Linked DNA regions of Mus musculus: regions 1, 2, 3 and 4 are each linked to region 5. The links are chromatin contacts, called in public Hi-C and HiChIP or PLAC-seq maps. All regions are on one chromosome and are shown on one strand. The core of a region is the stretch at or near the end of the contact, and the rest is flanking DNA. Distances in the headings are between cores, read along the strand shown. Region 1 has its middle 28 kb from the start of Leprot. Region 2 has its middle 39 kb from the start of Gm12789. Region 3 holds the start of Slc35d1 (solute carrier family 35 (UDP-glucuronic acid/UDP-N-acetylgalactosamine dual transporter), member D1). Region 4 holds the start of Leprot (leptin receptor overlapping transcript). Region 5 overlaps Pde4b (phosphodiesterase 4B, cAMP specific).

The links. A called contact is a pair of places that touch in the nucleus more often than the background predicts. HiChIP or PLAC-seq counts read pairs in DNA pulled down with a chosen protein or histone mark.
Region 1: a contact with region 5 is called in a Hi-C map of liver, with 2.9 times the contacts expected there. The contact joins two enhancer-like sites. A contact is called at or near these places in 1 of 484 Hi-C or Micro-C datasets (liver) and 1 of 115 datasets of contacts at active chromatin or transcription factors (bone marrow-derived dendritic cells).
Region 2: a contact with region 5 is called in an H3K4me3 HiChIP or PLAC-seq map of pro-B cells, with 5 times the contacts expected there. The contact joins two enhancer-like sites. A contact is called at or near these places in 2 of 115 datasets of contacts at active chromatin or transcription factors (large pre-B cells and pro-B cells).
Region 3: an H3K27ac HiChIP or PLAC-seq map of thymic regulatory T cells shows a contact between it and region 5, with 5 times the contacts expected there. The contact joins the promoter of Slc35d1 here to the enhancer-like site in region 5. A contact is called at or near these places in 2 of 39 promoter capture datasets (the 3T3-L1 cell line and pre-B cells) and 2 of 115 datasets of contacts at active chromatin or transcription factors (the NIH/3T3 cell line and thymic regulatory T cells).
Region 4: a contact with region 5 is called in a Hi-C map of B cells, with 13 read pairs. The contact joins the promoter of Leprot here to the enhancer-like site in region 5. A contact is called at or near these places in 8 of 39 promoter capture datasets (the 3T3-L1 cell line, 3T3-L1-derived adipocytes, the C10 cell line and 4 more), 2 of 484 Hi-C or Micro-C datasets (B cells and CD4 T cells) and 5 of 115 datasets of contacts at active chromatin or transcription factors (bone marrow-derived dendritic cells, bone marrow-derived macrophages, cardiomyocytes and 2 more).

The regions. Positions count from the first base shown.
Region 1 is chr4:101,674,572-101,677,271 of GRCm38.p6, reverse strand. No RefSeq gene overlaps it. Among named protein-coding and RNA genes, the nearest start is that of Leprot, 28 kb to the right of the region's middle. Within about 2 kb of position 1,346, at least 26 of the 459 cell types and tissues checked have an H3K27ac peak or open chromatin away from gene starts, as enhancers often do. A contact at or near this core is called in liver, where this site is marked.
Region 2 is chr4:102,024,704-102,027,403 of GRCm38.p6, reverse strand. No RefSeq gene overlaps it. Among named protein-coding and RNA genes, the nearest start is that of Gm12789, 39 kb to the right of the region's middle. Within about 2 kb of position 1,328, at least 5 of the 459 cell types and tissues checked have an H3K27ac peak or open chromatin away from gene starts, as enhancers often do. A contact at or near this core is called in pro-B cells, where this site is marked.
Region 3 is chr4:103,213,892-103,216,591 of GRCm38.p6, reverse strand. Slc35d1 (solute carrier family 35 (UDP-glucuronic acid/UDP-N-acetylgalactosamine dual transporter), member D1) reads left to right here and starts at 1,416. Exons shown (of 12, transcript NM_001356276.1): 1 at 1,416-1,928; 2 at 2,500-2,533; 3 at 2,635-2,700. The coding sequence starts at 1,726. It overlaps Gm46864 (a long non-coding RNA gene), which reads right to left and starts at 1,649. Exons shown (of 3, transcript XR_001784379.1): 1 at 1,595-1,649.
Region 4 is chr4:101,646,477-101,649,176 of GRCm38.p6, reverse strand. It overlaps Leprot (leptin receptor overlapping transcript), which reads right to left and starts at 1,394. Exons shown (of 4, transcript NM_175036.4): 1 at 1,352-1,394. The coding sequence starts at 1,367.
Region 5 is chr4:102,573,107-102,575,806 of GRCm38.p6, reverse strand. All of the region lies in intron 6 of Pde4b (phosphodiesterase 4B, cAMP specific), which reads right to left. Among named protein-coding and RNA genes, the nearest start is that of Gm52667, 5.0 kb to the right of the region's middle. Within about 2 kb of position 1,371, at least 146 of the 459 cell types and tissues checked have an H3K27ac peak or open chromatin away from gene starts, as enhancers often do. A contact at or near this core is called in B cells, bone marrow-derived macrophages, cardiomyocytes and 7 more, where this site is marked.

The sequences.
Region 1 (2,700 bases), core at 97-2,596, 900 kb after region 5:
GATAGATGATAGATAGATAGATAGATAGATAGATAGATAGAAAGAAAGATAGAAAGAAAGAAAGAAAGATAGATAGATAGATAGATAGATAGATAGATAGATTATGATAGATGAATAGACACACAAACAAAATAGATAAGACCTTACAAAGGCATAGTCATAACATAATCTGAGAGTGCTAGAGAGCATGTTTCATGAGATATGAATAGAGAAACCAAGAACCCAATCTAAGAGGTGACATTAAATGCACAGATTTGAATAGCTATGTGTATTGTCTGGAAATGGGCCTATGTGTTGAGTTCAGCCAAAGTGACCTCTCTTCTGAGTTTTGTGACCTTGCCTGAGTTTTTCACCTTTAAAGTATGTGAGATGATCACTTCTTAGCTGCTTGGAAGCATTAGAAACAACAAATATGAACTCTCTTGACACAGCCCTGCAACACAGAATGTGGTCCAAATAATGATATTACTGCTATTTTTGGAAGGAAAGAGCAAAGACTCTACCTCCAATGGCAGCTGTCAGGGAACTTGCTTCCAAGTGAGCATCCATCCCTAGAGACATTTAGCCAGATGTCTAAAGGTAAAATAAAGGAAACTAGTTTTCAGATAAAACATGAGTCCTTTTATAGATGAGATTGTATAAACACCTGTGCTTTCTCTTACCTGCAGAATGATGTCGCCAGCAAGCAGAGCCCACACTTCCAGTTGCAGTGGGGGGGTAAGAGTCAAGAAGACACGGCCCCTGTCATTTCCACCCTGCTTGGGTCTAGTGGCTTACCCCTTCTAGATTAATGAAGAAAGAACTATCTGTATTCTTAGGCTGGGGGAACCTTCATTTAGGAAAGCAGCCCCGAGGTGTTGATGACTTTGGCATCCACTAGGTTTTTTTGTTTGTTTGTTTGTTTGTTTAAGAAGAAGAAGGAGAACACAATTAATGTAGTCCTTTTCACTTACAGAAATAGCTAAATGACCCAGAGGAATCAAGTTGGTTGAGTGGGTTAAAATCAGATATGGAAAGCCTGCAGTTACCTTATTTAGGTCTCCAAGTAGTGGCAGTTGTGTGACTTACGTGTGGGGTCCGGGCACTGTCATTTTACTGCCTCACACTAGCACACCATTGGTGGAAAGAGTTTTATCTGTGCCTTTTTCCTTAATGAGAGTGTTTTGAGGACCTGAGTTGCTCTTTGCCTTGTCGTTTGAACTATATTTCATCACAGGCCGTTTTACTATGTTTGGAAATTCATCCAGGATGAGGAAAAAGCCAAATTACAAACTGGCCTCAAGCCTCGGGGAAATATCTTGGGCATTTTGTTTACAGGCCAGAGGGCTGACATCTGCCCCTTTGAAGGCTTGCTCTTGACACATTTCTGGCCAGACTACACTGAGGAAGTAGATGTTCTAAGTGCAGGGGATGTTGTGTTTCTCTTTCAGGCTTTGGAAAGTTTTCACAATATGAAATGGATTAAAGCAGAAGCACGCTCTGTCCCACACATGATCCTCCTGCCTGAGGACAGCCTTCCATTCAGTCCCAGAGAGAGCACTCTCCATACATCCTTAGATACTTACTCCAAGGTATCAGTCTCTCCCCACTCTGCCACCGTGCTCTTTACAGTGCTGGCTCCTTCAGTCTCCTGCCTCTCCACATAATTTCCAGTTATGTATTTAACTCTGTGGTGATTATTTGTCTCTCTCCCCAAATAAACGTAAGATGTCATTTGATCCATTGTGTCCTGACATTTAGCACAGTATTGGCACAAGGAAAAAGTATCAATTGAATGAGTGTATCCATTCCAACTTTATATGCCATTAAATCACACAGCTAAATAACTCAATGTCAACTTCCCAAGAACTATGGCTTCTCAGAAAGTTAAGAGGTCAACCCAACCTCTCACCACAGCTACATGTTCCTTCCTTTGGTCCCCATTTCCTCATTTAAAAATATGCCCTGGGCCAGGCATGGTGGTACATGCCTTTAATCTCAGGACTAAAAAGGCCGAGGCTGAAGGTTCTCTGTGAGTTCGAGGCCACCCTGGTCTACATAGTGAGTTTCAGGATAGTTAGGGCTACTTAGTGAGACCCTATCTCAAAACAAACAACAACAAAATGTCACTGTAGAACGTGTGTGTGTGTGTGTGTGTGTGTGTGTGTGTGTGTCCCTGGAAACATGATTCTTGTTTGCCCATCAAAGTCGGACAAAGGTCCTTTAGGAAAACAGACTGAGAAGATCTTTCTTGCCTGGCCACGTGGGCAGAAGCATGTATGCCAAAGGGCATGAGTGACACAGTGTATAGCCCCAGACTTGACACATCCCAGTACTACCTATGACTACACTGTTTGCAGATGGTGTTTATGGAAAAAGTAAAACTTTAACTCAAGGATACACGTGGTTAGCTAATAGTAATGGTTTCTGATTAGGCAGCCTGAGAGACTTGCTTCTGGTTTTTTTCTATGCCCTGACCCGAGAGTCCCTTAAAATAAATTCACATGAGAACTAAGTCCCCCATACTCCTCCTTACAGCAAGCACTCAGAATCCATCCTGACTGACAATAGAGCCCACCTGTTCCATCTGTTTTGTTTTTGCTTTGTTCTTTTGTTTTGTTTTGATGTAGGGAGACAATTAGAAATAATCAACCAAAAAAAAAAAAAAAAAACCCTCTGCAGGACCCAGTAGAGTAGCGCAGCACATGATGTGAGATGTGA
Region 2 (2,700 bases), core at 79-2,578, 550 kb after region 5:
CTGTTTTATTACTGGCTTTAAAAATATAAATTAGAGCTGGGCGTGGTGGCGCATGCCTTTAATCCCAGCACTCGGGAGGCAGAGGCAGGCAGATTTCTGAGTTCAAGGCTAGCCTGGTCTACAGAGTGAGTTCCAGGACAGCCAGGGCTATACAGAGAAACCCTGTTTTGGGGAAAAAAAAAAATATATATATATATATATATATATATATATATGTGTGTGTGTGTGTGTGTGTGTGTGTGTGTGTGTGTGTGTGTGTATTAGATCTATAGTCAACTGGCTGACTAAAAAAAAAAAACCTGACTTCTACACCAACCCAGCCCATCGACACCTCTGACGCCTCTGGGCTTTCTTGGGCTTCTCAACCTTTCCTCCTAGTGAAGAGGCTGCGTGGACGAGCAGAGCTTGCTTTCACAGACGGGCCTGCCCAGGATTAGAACTGACAGGGCTTACGTGAAAATGGCTAGTGCCTTTCTCCAAGCTTGCCAAGCCATTCTTTCTCCTATAAGAAGTCATATGTGGTTAAAAAAAAAAAAAAAAAAAAAAAAAAAAAAAAAAAAAAAAGTCTGGAGAGGGTATTAGTTCAACTAAAATCTGTCTCTGTGGAAAACAAAGAACAAATGCAAATGTAGGTCCTGCCAAAGCCCTTGTCAGTTTAGTACCAAATGGTTTCGTTTACAAAATCCCTGCCTGCATTGACAAGGAGAAATGAATCAACTGTCAATGTATTACTTTGCTTTGCTTTCTAGCAGACTCGATTTTTGAAAATTCATTTTAGGTTTATTTATTTTATACATATGAGTGTTCTGCGTCTGTGCACTATGTCTGTGCTCTATGTGTGTCTGGTGCCCACAGAGATCAGAAAAGGGTATCGGATCTACTGGAACTGGTGTTACGGGTGGTTGTGAGCCACCATGTGGGTGCTGGGAGCTAAACTTGGGTCCTCTGCAAAAACAGAAATGCCTCAAGCCCTGAGCCATTTCTCCAGCCCAAGCATGGTCAACAACCTTTATTTTCTAGTGACTCTCTTCTTTGGGACTCTGGACTGTGTTAAATTGAAGGTTCACTTTTTGAGATTGATTTATATAATGCAGGGAATAGAAGGTTACTGATTTTTTTTTAATCTATTGGTTTTTTACAGTTCCAATTTCCCCTTTGCCTCTTCTTTCTAATGAAAATAATTTTTACTTTATATTTTGAAAGTTTGGGATAATTTTATTAAAGTTTAAAAGAAAAATCCTAGGGCAGGCAAACTGTAATTCTCAGCAGCTGCAGAGAGAAGGAAGTTACGGAAATAGAGGAGATATGGTTGAGTGAGGCAGGGAGGTCAGTCACATGATAGATAAGCTGCCACATGGCCAAAAATGAGCAGGGGGATTCAGAGAAAGAATAAGGAAGCCCAAAGCACCAGGGGAAAAGTATGCTTAGGTTTTGGTTAGCATCCAAAGAAAAAGACAGACAAGAAGAAAAAGGGAAAGTTGTGTTTTTCTAAATCAGGACTCAGAAAGTCTCATAGATCTGCTAGGATCTCATGGTGGCCCTGTCCCAAGTGCGCAAGGAGGCAGGAATTCTGGGAGAAAAAATTATTTCATTAAAGTGATAATTATTTCTCCTAGCTCTTTAGCACAGCTTACAGTAGATCTGTCTTCCTGAGGGCTGGTCTTGTCTTAATTTTCCATTTGCCTCTTATTTCTAGTAAAAAATGTTGCTGTTATTGCTTTTATTATTATTAATTATTTTATTGACATTTCAAATATTGTCCCCCTTCCCACTCTCCCCTCTGCAAACCTTCCCCTTTGCCTCTAAGAGGGTGCATGTGTGATTGTAGTACCAGAATTCCTTGGAGCTGGCTGTTGTGAGCTGTCCATTGTGGTTTGCTGGGAACTGAAAGTCTAGTCTGTACGAGAAGTTTGTGCTCATAAGGTGAGCCTCTCTCAAAATAACTTTTAAAAAATACATGTATTATTTTTAAACATTAAATAGCTAAAATAACAAGAAAAAATAAAATCTCTGGTAATTTCCCATTTGGAGATAACCACTGATAAGATTTCCTTGGCTCTGTCTTTGATAGATGATAAACAGGTGACTCGATGGATGTGTGCACACAGAATCGATCATGTCCCAGCCATGGTCATTTGCTGTTTTGTAGCTTGCAGTGCTTGCCTTACTTTCTTAAAAATTCATCTTTATTCATGAGTCCAGAGTTTTCCTTATCTCCTATTCAGGGACAGTTTCTGTTTTTGATATAAAGACATGGACTCATATTTATCCCAATATTTTTCCCAATATGATTATCTATGAGTATAACTTGCATATAGTGACAAAGTGGGAGGTAATTTAAACAGAAAGCTATATCTGTACAAGCAAAGGCAGTTACAACTGGACACAAGTCAGTCTGGTAAACAATAAGTTACCGTTTCTATCTATTGTAACATTATTTTTAAAACGTAAAGTGGGGGAACTAGAAAGATGTTCCAGCAGTTAAGAGCACTTGTTCCTCCTGCAGAAGATCCAGGTTCAATTCCCAGGACCCACATGATGATTCACAACCATCCATAAGTCCAGCTGCAAGGGATTTGGTTCCTACTTCTGGTATCCATTAGCACAGAGTACTTATACATTTATGCAGATAATACACATACACATAAAATAAATATCTAAAATAAGATTTCAAAATATGAGAAATGAGTTTCTAGGAAC
Region 3 (2,700 bases), core at 167-2,666, 640 kb before region 5:
AGGGAGAGGTCACTTTTTATAAGGCATGAAGGGGATCTCTGGAGACAGGCTCCCCAGAAAACAGGCACCGTTTTGCCCAATATAGAAGGAAAAGTAATAATTCAAGAAGAGATGAGGGAGGGGCATTGTGAAATGGAAGTGAAGAAAGAGAGATGTGAGCCTTGTTGTTGATTTAGCTACAACTCAGGAAAGGGGAAAAGCCAGGCATCTGGAGGTGCGGGCAAAGGAGGTTACCAACAGTCAAGGATGCCATGCTGGCTGCCAGGAATTCCAGTTCTGAGACACGGTACAGGGTGCATGTACCTTGAACACATTGTGTAACTGGCCTAAGCCAGTCACGGATGGGTAAATACTGTGCGATTGCTCATCTGTGTGATATACAGAATAGTCAGATTCACAGAGATTGACAGCACAACACAGGTTACTTGGTTTTGAGGAGGGGAGTAGAGAACAGGAAATGATTGCTTCGTTCCCACAAGAGTTTCCATCTGACACGGTGAATGTTTTGGGGAGGGTGCCTGGTGAGAGTTGCACATCCAAGGATTAAAACAATAAACTGATATTTTTACCACAGTTTAAAAAAAAAAAAAAAGACACTTAAGAAGATGGGAAGTTTGGGGGAATAATTCAAAACTTTCTAAAAGTAGGAATGTAACGTCCTTGCTTCAACAGGTATTCTTTGCTTGTGTGACTGCACTGTGTCAAGAAAACAGAACTGGCTTTACACAACAGAGGTCGTGAGATGAAGGTGCAGAGACCATCGAATCTGCCTAAGAGCACAGGGAATGTTTCAAACAGTCCTAAAACCGGAACAAAGCTTTAGGCTCCAAACACCTTGCACTTTTTACTATTCCAGGAGCGGCTTATTGCAACACTTTCCTCATCCTTGCCTTTTCTGGATATACCAGCTAAAACAAACAAGCAAAAAACAACAAAAAGAATTTCAGAAGCATGAGAGGTCTCACTTTGCAGAATGAAATCTTTGTTTACTGTTGAATCATGTTTGATACTTTGTGTGACCTTTGACCCCTCGGCAAGTGAGGCCAAAAAAAGAGCTTTCGGGATAACTGAGGATGCAACAGGGGCATCACTTCTCTGCCAGCCACACGTTAGAAAGGAGGGAGGTACTTCTAGGCCTGCAGCCCAGCTCCCGCAAAACCCCCATGCTCCCCGCAGGGGGACCCAGCGCGCCTTCGTGCGCAGGCGCAACTCTGTGCTCGCCAGCCCGGCTCAGTGGTCCCCCAGCAGTGTCCCGGCTGCTCCCGGAGCCCATGCCGGGTCCCCAGCCCCGCCGAGCCAGCCCCGGCCCTTCCCTGACCCCGCGAGGCACCATGCCAGGGCAAAGTCCCCGAGGGTGTGAACCCCAGTGTCCCAACCCCTGGGCGGGGACGGGCGGCGGCAGTGCGGGGAGCTGTGGGCAGCACAACCCGCGAAGCCCTGCCGCGAGCCGCCGGGTCCTTCCCGAGCCTCCGCCGCCACGCTAGGCCCGCAATCGCGGAGCCCCGGAGCTCAGGGCCCGCGCCCCGCACCGCCAGGCCCGCTCCCGCAGCCGGGGTCCCGCCACGCCAGGCCCGCGCTCCTCCGCGCCCCGCACCGCCAAGCCCGCTCGGCACCGCGCTCCGCACCGCCAGGCCCAGACCCCCGCCGCCGCGCCGCTCCGCCGCCCCGCTCGCTCGCAGGCCCGTTGCGGCAGCCACCGCCACCGCCGCCGGCGCCACCGCCGCCATGGCGGAAGTCCACAGACGTCAGCATGCTCCGGTTAAAGGAGAAGCCCCCGCGAAATCCTCCACACACAGAGATGAGGAGGAGCTGGGGATGGCGCCGGCCGAAACGCTAACGGTGTTCCTGAAGCTGCTGGCCGCCGGTTTCTACGGCGTGAGCTCCTTCCTCATCGTGGTGGTCAACAAGAGCGTGCTCACCAACTACAGGTGGCCGGGCTGGCGGGCGGCGGCTGCGGCGCGGCGGGCAGGGACGGGGGTTCGAGCCCACCCGGGGATACCCTCGGCCACGCTCCCCGCCGCACTGGCCAGGGCTGGGGGTGAAGGGGGAAGGCACAACGAGGCCGGTGCCCAGGGACTAGCGACCCGCGCGGCTGACAGCCCCGGGACCGGCGCGGCCGCACGCCCACGCGCCGTCGCCGCTGTCACTGAGACTCCGGGGCAGAAGTTTGTATGTGTGTGTCTTGTGTTTCCCCTCAAGAGTCATTTAAAAGATTTAAAACCGTTGACGAGGTCTCCGCGGCTTAACTTTCTGGAAAAATCCGTTGCAGGAAGCTGAAGGGAATTGTAAAAAAAAACAGGACAAGACCAGACAAGTGGTCGCCCTAGGCTACAAAATCTAAGATTTTTTTTTTAATTTTTTGTTTTTTATTGGAGGGGCAGGCATCGCTGTGGGTTGAATCAGAACGCATTTTAAGGCTGACAGTGTGGGAGTTGAATTCCCTGTGCTCTGAGGACGTTCTGGCCGTTTTTAACCCCCTTTTCTTTACCCCTTTTGTAGATTTCCATCCTCGCTATGTGTTGGACTTGGCCAGGTTAGTTGGAATCTCGGGCATCCCGTGGTCTGTGTTGTCAGAAGTTCTGTGTGTGTCTTTCTATGCAGAACAGTGCATCTGTGTGTGTTCTCTGTTTGCAGATGGTGGCCACGGTAGCGGTTCTCTGGGTGGGAAAGACACTCAGAGTAGTCAAGTTTCCTGACTTC
Region 4 (2,700 bases), core at 145-2,644, 930 kb after region 5:
CTCCCCCCTTATCTGAAGGACATCACACAAGGCAACCTTAGATTGATAACATCTGCTAGTTGCAAACAAGGCCACACCCTCATTTGGCAGCAGGGAGTTACAACTTAAAACATATCTTTTGGAGCAACATGATTCCCTCCACTATATTATCTCTATGTTCTCAACTGTCAGAGCACACATCATTTTCTTACACAGCAATATAATTATTTTCGGCAATCAACTCAGTCCAAACTTCTCACTTATCTTTTATCCCAAGTCTCCAGCATAGTTTCTCAATAACAGTTGAATTATGGGCAAAGTTTTACTTCCTTGTGCTCTTGTCTACTTCATAGCCTTTGTTCCTTTTCACTACATAGGCCCATAAATTACTGTTGCTACTTTGTACTTTCTGTCCAGGACTGAACACTCTGTAGTAGTGAGACACAATTTTACATGCTTTCTACACTGTCTTCAAATGGATACGTCATACAGTGGACATTGCCCAAGTAAACCATGTTTACTTTGATTTGAAATACAAAAGTCCCCCCAAAATGGTTAGCTATGTCTGTTACTAGTTGTGCACAGATAATGTACAGTGCATCCACATGAGTATACACTGTATCCATCTTACAGATGTTGGTGAGTGGGAAGGTCTTTGTGGATAGTTTTCAAAGAAAGGAAGTCCAACACAGAGATAAATTAAGTCTTCTCTGTGCGGATGACCAGAAATCCAAATACCAGGAAGCCTTCCAGTAACTTTGTCCCCACCCAACGCCCAAAGCTCTGCATTCACACAGATCAGGGTGATAATCTTTCGGTACCCTCCTTTCATCACCATTCAAGAACACAAACAGCACATACTGCTCTGTTCACAGACCAGTAAACACTCAAGAAAAGTCTTGTTAAAATCCCATCTAATTGCAGCCCCAAGGTTGCGTCGAATAGGGTATTTCTGGTTACTTTCCAAAGTGCCACACGCCCGAAATTATTCTGCCCAGCGAGAAAAACCGTAAGGGAACAACAGGACCAAGTTTCCAACACACATCCTGGACACAAAGGCTCCTCTGTAAGCCACAGGAAACTGCGGCGGGGCAGGAAGGTGAGGATGTGGGACCCTGATGTGACCTACGGAGAACTGAAAAGCCCAGGGGACCACTGTGGAACGTACAGCCCACGGGAGAAGCCCCCGCCTGGGAACTGACGGGCGTGGGCGTGGGCGCGAGCGTTTATAGGCTCCGCAAAACACCTCTGCCGCGCATTCGGGAGGCCGCGGTCTGCAGGAACTCGCACACCCGCACACAGGCTGCTCGCCATGCAGCCTGGAGCCAGGAGCGACCCCACCCACTAGCCGCGGGCGAGGGTCGCAGTGTACCTTTAACGCCCGCCATGTCTCTGGAGCTGGGGCTGTCGCTGCTTCCGGCTTTCTCCAAAAGCCGCCCACACCCAGACTAGCCAGGGCCGGCGCGCGAATCCAAAGCCCGGCCCGCCCCCTGACGGTATTGACTTCCTACCCAACCAACGGAGCCCCGCCCCTTCATTAGGCCCCGCCCCTGATTTTAGACTCCGCCCCATCCCGTGGCTTCCCGCCCCCAGAAGCCCAATCCCACCATCCATGCAGAACCTGATTCCTACTGGTTTAGAATTCTGCCAATTACAACCTCACACCCAATTATGCCAGATTCTGCCCTACAGGCACTCAGTATTTCCTATACTGGTTCTGATCCCTGCCACTCTGAGCTCCTCCTCTGCCGGGCCCGGTTCCGCTCGGCCCACAGTTCCGCCACTCTGGCACATAATCCTGCCTCCAGCTCATGGAGACCCTCCCCCAACGCCTTCCTCCACTTCGCGGACTCCGCCCCCAGTTGGCTGAGCTCAGTCCCTGCCAGCACGGATCCCAATCCGCCATGCAGAACTCCACCCCATTGGACTGATCCCGCCTCCGCCACTCATAGCTCGGACTCTACTGGTCCTACTTCCTGCCACTCAGAACTTCATTCCAGTAGTCTCCCAGTTTGTTCAGCACCGCCCCGCTGGCCGGGAACTCCGCTCCTAGTCTCAGCCCCCTCCCACTTTGATTACTTCAGAATAACTCCTTTATTTTAACTCTTCGGGGGATCCTGGATTCTGAGACATCTCAGCCCTGTTTCTCAATCTGGGGTCCATCCCTTCCTCACTGTCGTGACTTGGGGCCCAGGCTCTGCCTCAGGAGATTCTAGATGCTCACCATCACCCTGGCTGGCTGTTAGGAAACTTGCCTGAAAGGACTGGTGGAAAAAGTGGGGCACGGGATAAGGATGGGGAGAGGTTACCTTCCAGGACGACTCTTCCTGTGTGCCTGTGTGGTTTGTTTTGAGAGTGTGTGGCTGATATAGTAGAGATCGGGAGTGAGTGACAGCACCAGAAATCAGGATTAGAGATATCCCTATGTAAGATCTTTGACTTTTGTATAGATTTGCTTGCTTTGTAGCAAACTACATTAACATTTTGTGTAAACTACCGCGTCCGTCTATCCCCCTCATTCATTACAAACTCTGTGGGTCCGGATTTCTTTAGGTCCTTAAATAAACGCAGGCCTGCAAGTAACTAAGGCCAATTTTCACTCCTCCAGATCCATCTTATTCTTACCTTCTTCAGTGGAATCTTCCTTCATCTTAGAAACCATCCAGTAGTCCAAGTCCTCTACAGAAAGCAGTTCAGAAAGAATAGGAACTGAACCAAACA
Region 5 (2,700 bases), core at 122-2,621:
AGAGCTTAGCCTCCATTAACTTGGACTACATCCTACTCTCTCCCTGTTTCACCACTCAGGACCTCCCAGGTAAGCTCGTGTGAGCCTCTGCCACAGCCCACATACCTTCTCCCCAGTCCCGTGTTGCTGCTACATGGCTGTGCCTGGGGCCTCTGCGTGTGTACCTGTGTGGAAGCACACCCACATAGAGGCCCTTGGAAGAAGGGTAAAAGCCATTTGGGCAGGGAATGAGGAGTCTGGCCAGAGGCACAGTAAGGTCTAGTAGGAAACCCATTTTTTTTTTTTGGTCTGATGAAGCCCTTCTGCACAGCTGGAAGAAACCATACTAAGGCTTCCTTCAAACCCAGGGAGCAATAAAAGGCCCCTCTGTGTTAAGGGAAACTCCTTTCTCACCATCATCATCGATTAATCCTTCAACAACCTGCATCCCTTCTCCTGGGAGAGTTCTGAGATGCATCTACTGGCCAATGAGATCTATTTCCTTTCAATTCCGTTAGGCACCGTGTTTCCCATAGTTACTGATTGATTGTTCAGGGGTACAGAAAATGACTCCCTTCAACTTTAGAACGCTTGTCTTGCCTCGGTCATGATCACCTCCCAGAATTACACATTCAGGTTTCCTAGTGCCTCCAGGCTGGTAGAATTGAGTGACTTTAGTTAGTCCCTTCCGTCCAAGGAGCCCAGGCTGGTACAAGTTCTCAGAGTGGAGCTGGAGAACTAAGCCTGCACAGCCAGGAGGACTCACTTTTCCAGTAATGGTGTCTGTATGGGATTTCAGGATGCCTCAAGAAAGTGCCATTTATCCCCCACTCCCAGCTGGTGAAGTGCCGCAGCAAACGTTGACTCAAGGACTCTACTCCAGCTCCTTAGTCCAAAGGAAGCTTTGGTATCCGAGACTGGACTTTCCAATTTCAGAACGTCCAATTTCATCATCTGGGTCCAAACCTGTCCCAGGCAAAGCTGATAGAGAAAGAAAACAACGTCCCACCGCAGGGTGTTTGGAGGGTATCTGGGGCTGTGACTAATCATTTGAATGTAGCTGCAGTTGAAGATACAGTATGTTCATCTTTCTATATCCACTATACCAGGTACTAATAAGCCTTTTGATGCTTTTCACCTGAAAATCCTGGATGAACGACTATGCTTCTCTGTCCAGAGTGGGAAGGAACACCTCCCATCCCTTCCCAGTCCCGCCCCACCTCCCCGGGATTGTTCTGGGCCCATCCTTCCTCAGCCACTGTTGTTGCAACCCTGTACTTCTCTGACTGCGTTGGTCAGGAAGGCGACAGGAAATTCTAGTCACCCTCACAGCAGCTGTGCCATTCCTCCTATCCTGCTCTGATGACGTGGGTTGGCTTTGGTGACAGGAGCTCAGGAACTGAGCCATAGAGAAGGTCGGAAAGAGAGGTCACTGTTTGTGCCGCACTTGGCCTGGGGATCCCTGTGGGGCTGTTTGCTTTCTTCCTTTCTATACTGTTTCTCTTTCCGTTCCTCTTTTTTTGGAGGGGCAGAGCTCAGGCATCCTGTTTTCAAAACAGCAGGCTGTTTTTTGGCAGATGAACTCATGCTCTAACGCATTTTTTGCTGAAGGGGAAGACAATTCTTCCAGGTAAGGAGAGCTGGCAAAACTCAAAACAACAATTAATGTACAAATCTAAGAGGGGCCAGCCGGCTGGCATACATGCCTAACCTTTAACTTGGACTGGTCACTGAGGGGTCCAGGCATTCTTCCTGACACCAGAAACCATGCCCCTGTCCTTCAAGCTCCCGTTCCCCTGCTCCGTCTTCTTACCAGTTTTACTTTTTTTTTTAAGTTTGAAAAAGAAAATGTTCTTTAACACTAATTCACCTGGCTGCAAGTGTCTCTAAAATTTTGAAATTCCTCTTGGCCTATTGCTAATATTTAAGGGTCAAGAAAACTGAGGCAAAGACCAAGACTGTTTTTGTTAGGTACAGTAGCAGTTCCTGTCCACCTGCCCTAAGAAGCGCAGGGAAAATCTGCTCCACTTATGAATCCTTCCATTTCTTTAGGCCACAGGTAGGTCAAGGAAAAACATAAACAAACAAGGAAGCACTGCCCGGTCCAGGTGTAAGAAACCCTAAAGGCCATTTGCTTTCCCCCTACCAGACAGGCCTTTCTTCACCTTCTCCACAGACTGGCACCTATGTTACCAAATAACACTCACTTCACAGGACAGAGGCTCTGCCATCTGTGCTCTGAAGTCAAGTTCAGACTTTGTAAATAAAAGCCTTTGGGTCAGCTCTGAAACACAAGTAGGGACACAGATTTGGTTTTGCAACCATGAAGTAGGTGTTAGTAAGGGATCGCTCACAGGATTCCTGCTTCCTGGCAGGCGCTTTCTTAAGCGCTTTGGGGATACTAAACCTGGTGAGATGAGACCCACCTCTATACTGTAAAACTGAATCTCTGGGCAGTTAAGTAAAAAGACTAGCAAGTGAGACTGGCAGAATTGGAACCATGCGCCTCCAGTTCCAAAGCTCTTCTTCGCAGTCTTCCACCCTCTGTAAGGCGTTACATTTATGTTCCCTTTCAGCTCTGGAATTCAGTTTTGCTGAGGCTCCTTTGTTCCATAAAAGTAAGCCAAATGTGACCAAATTTGGCTACTTAGTGATAGCAAAGAGGACCTTTCCAACTACACAGAACACTCAGATCATTTCAACACTGAAAATTTTAATGTA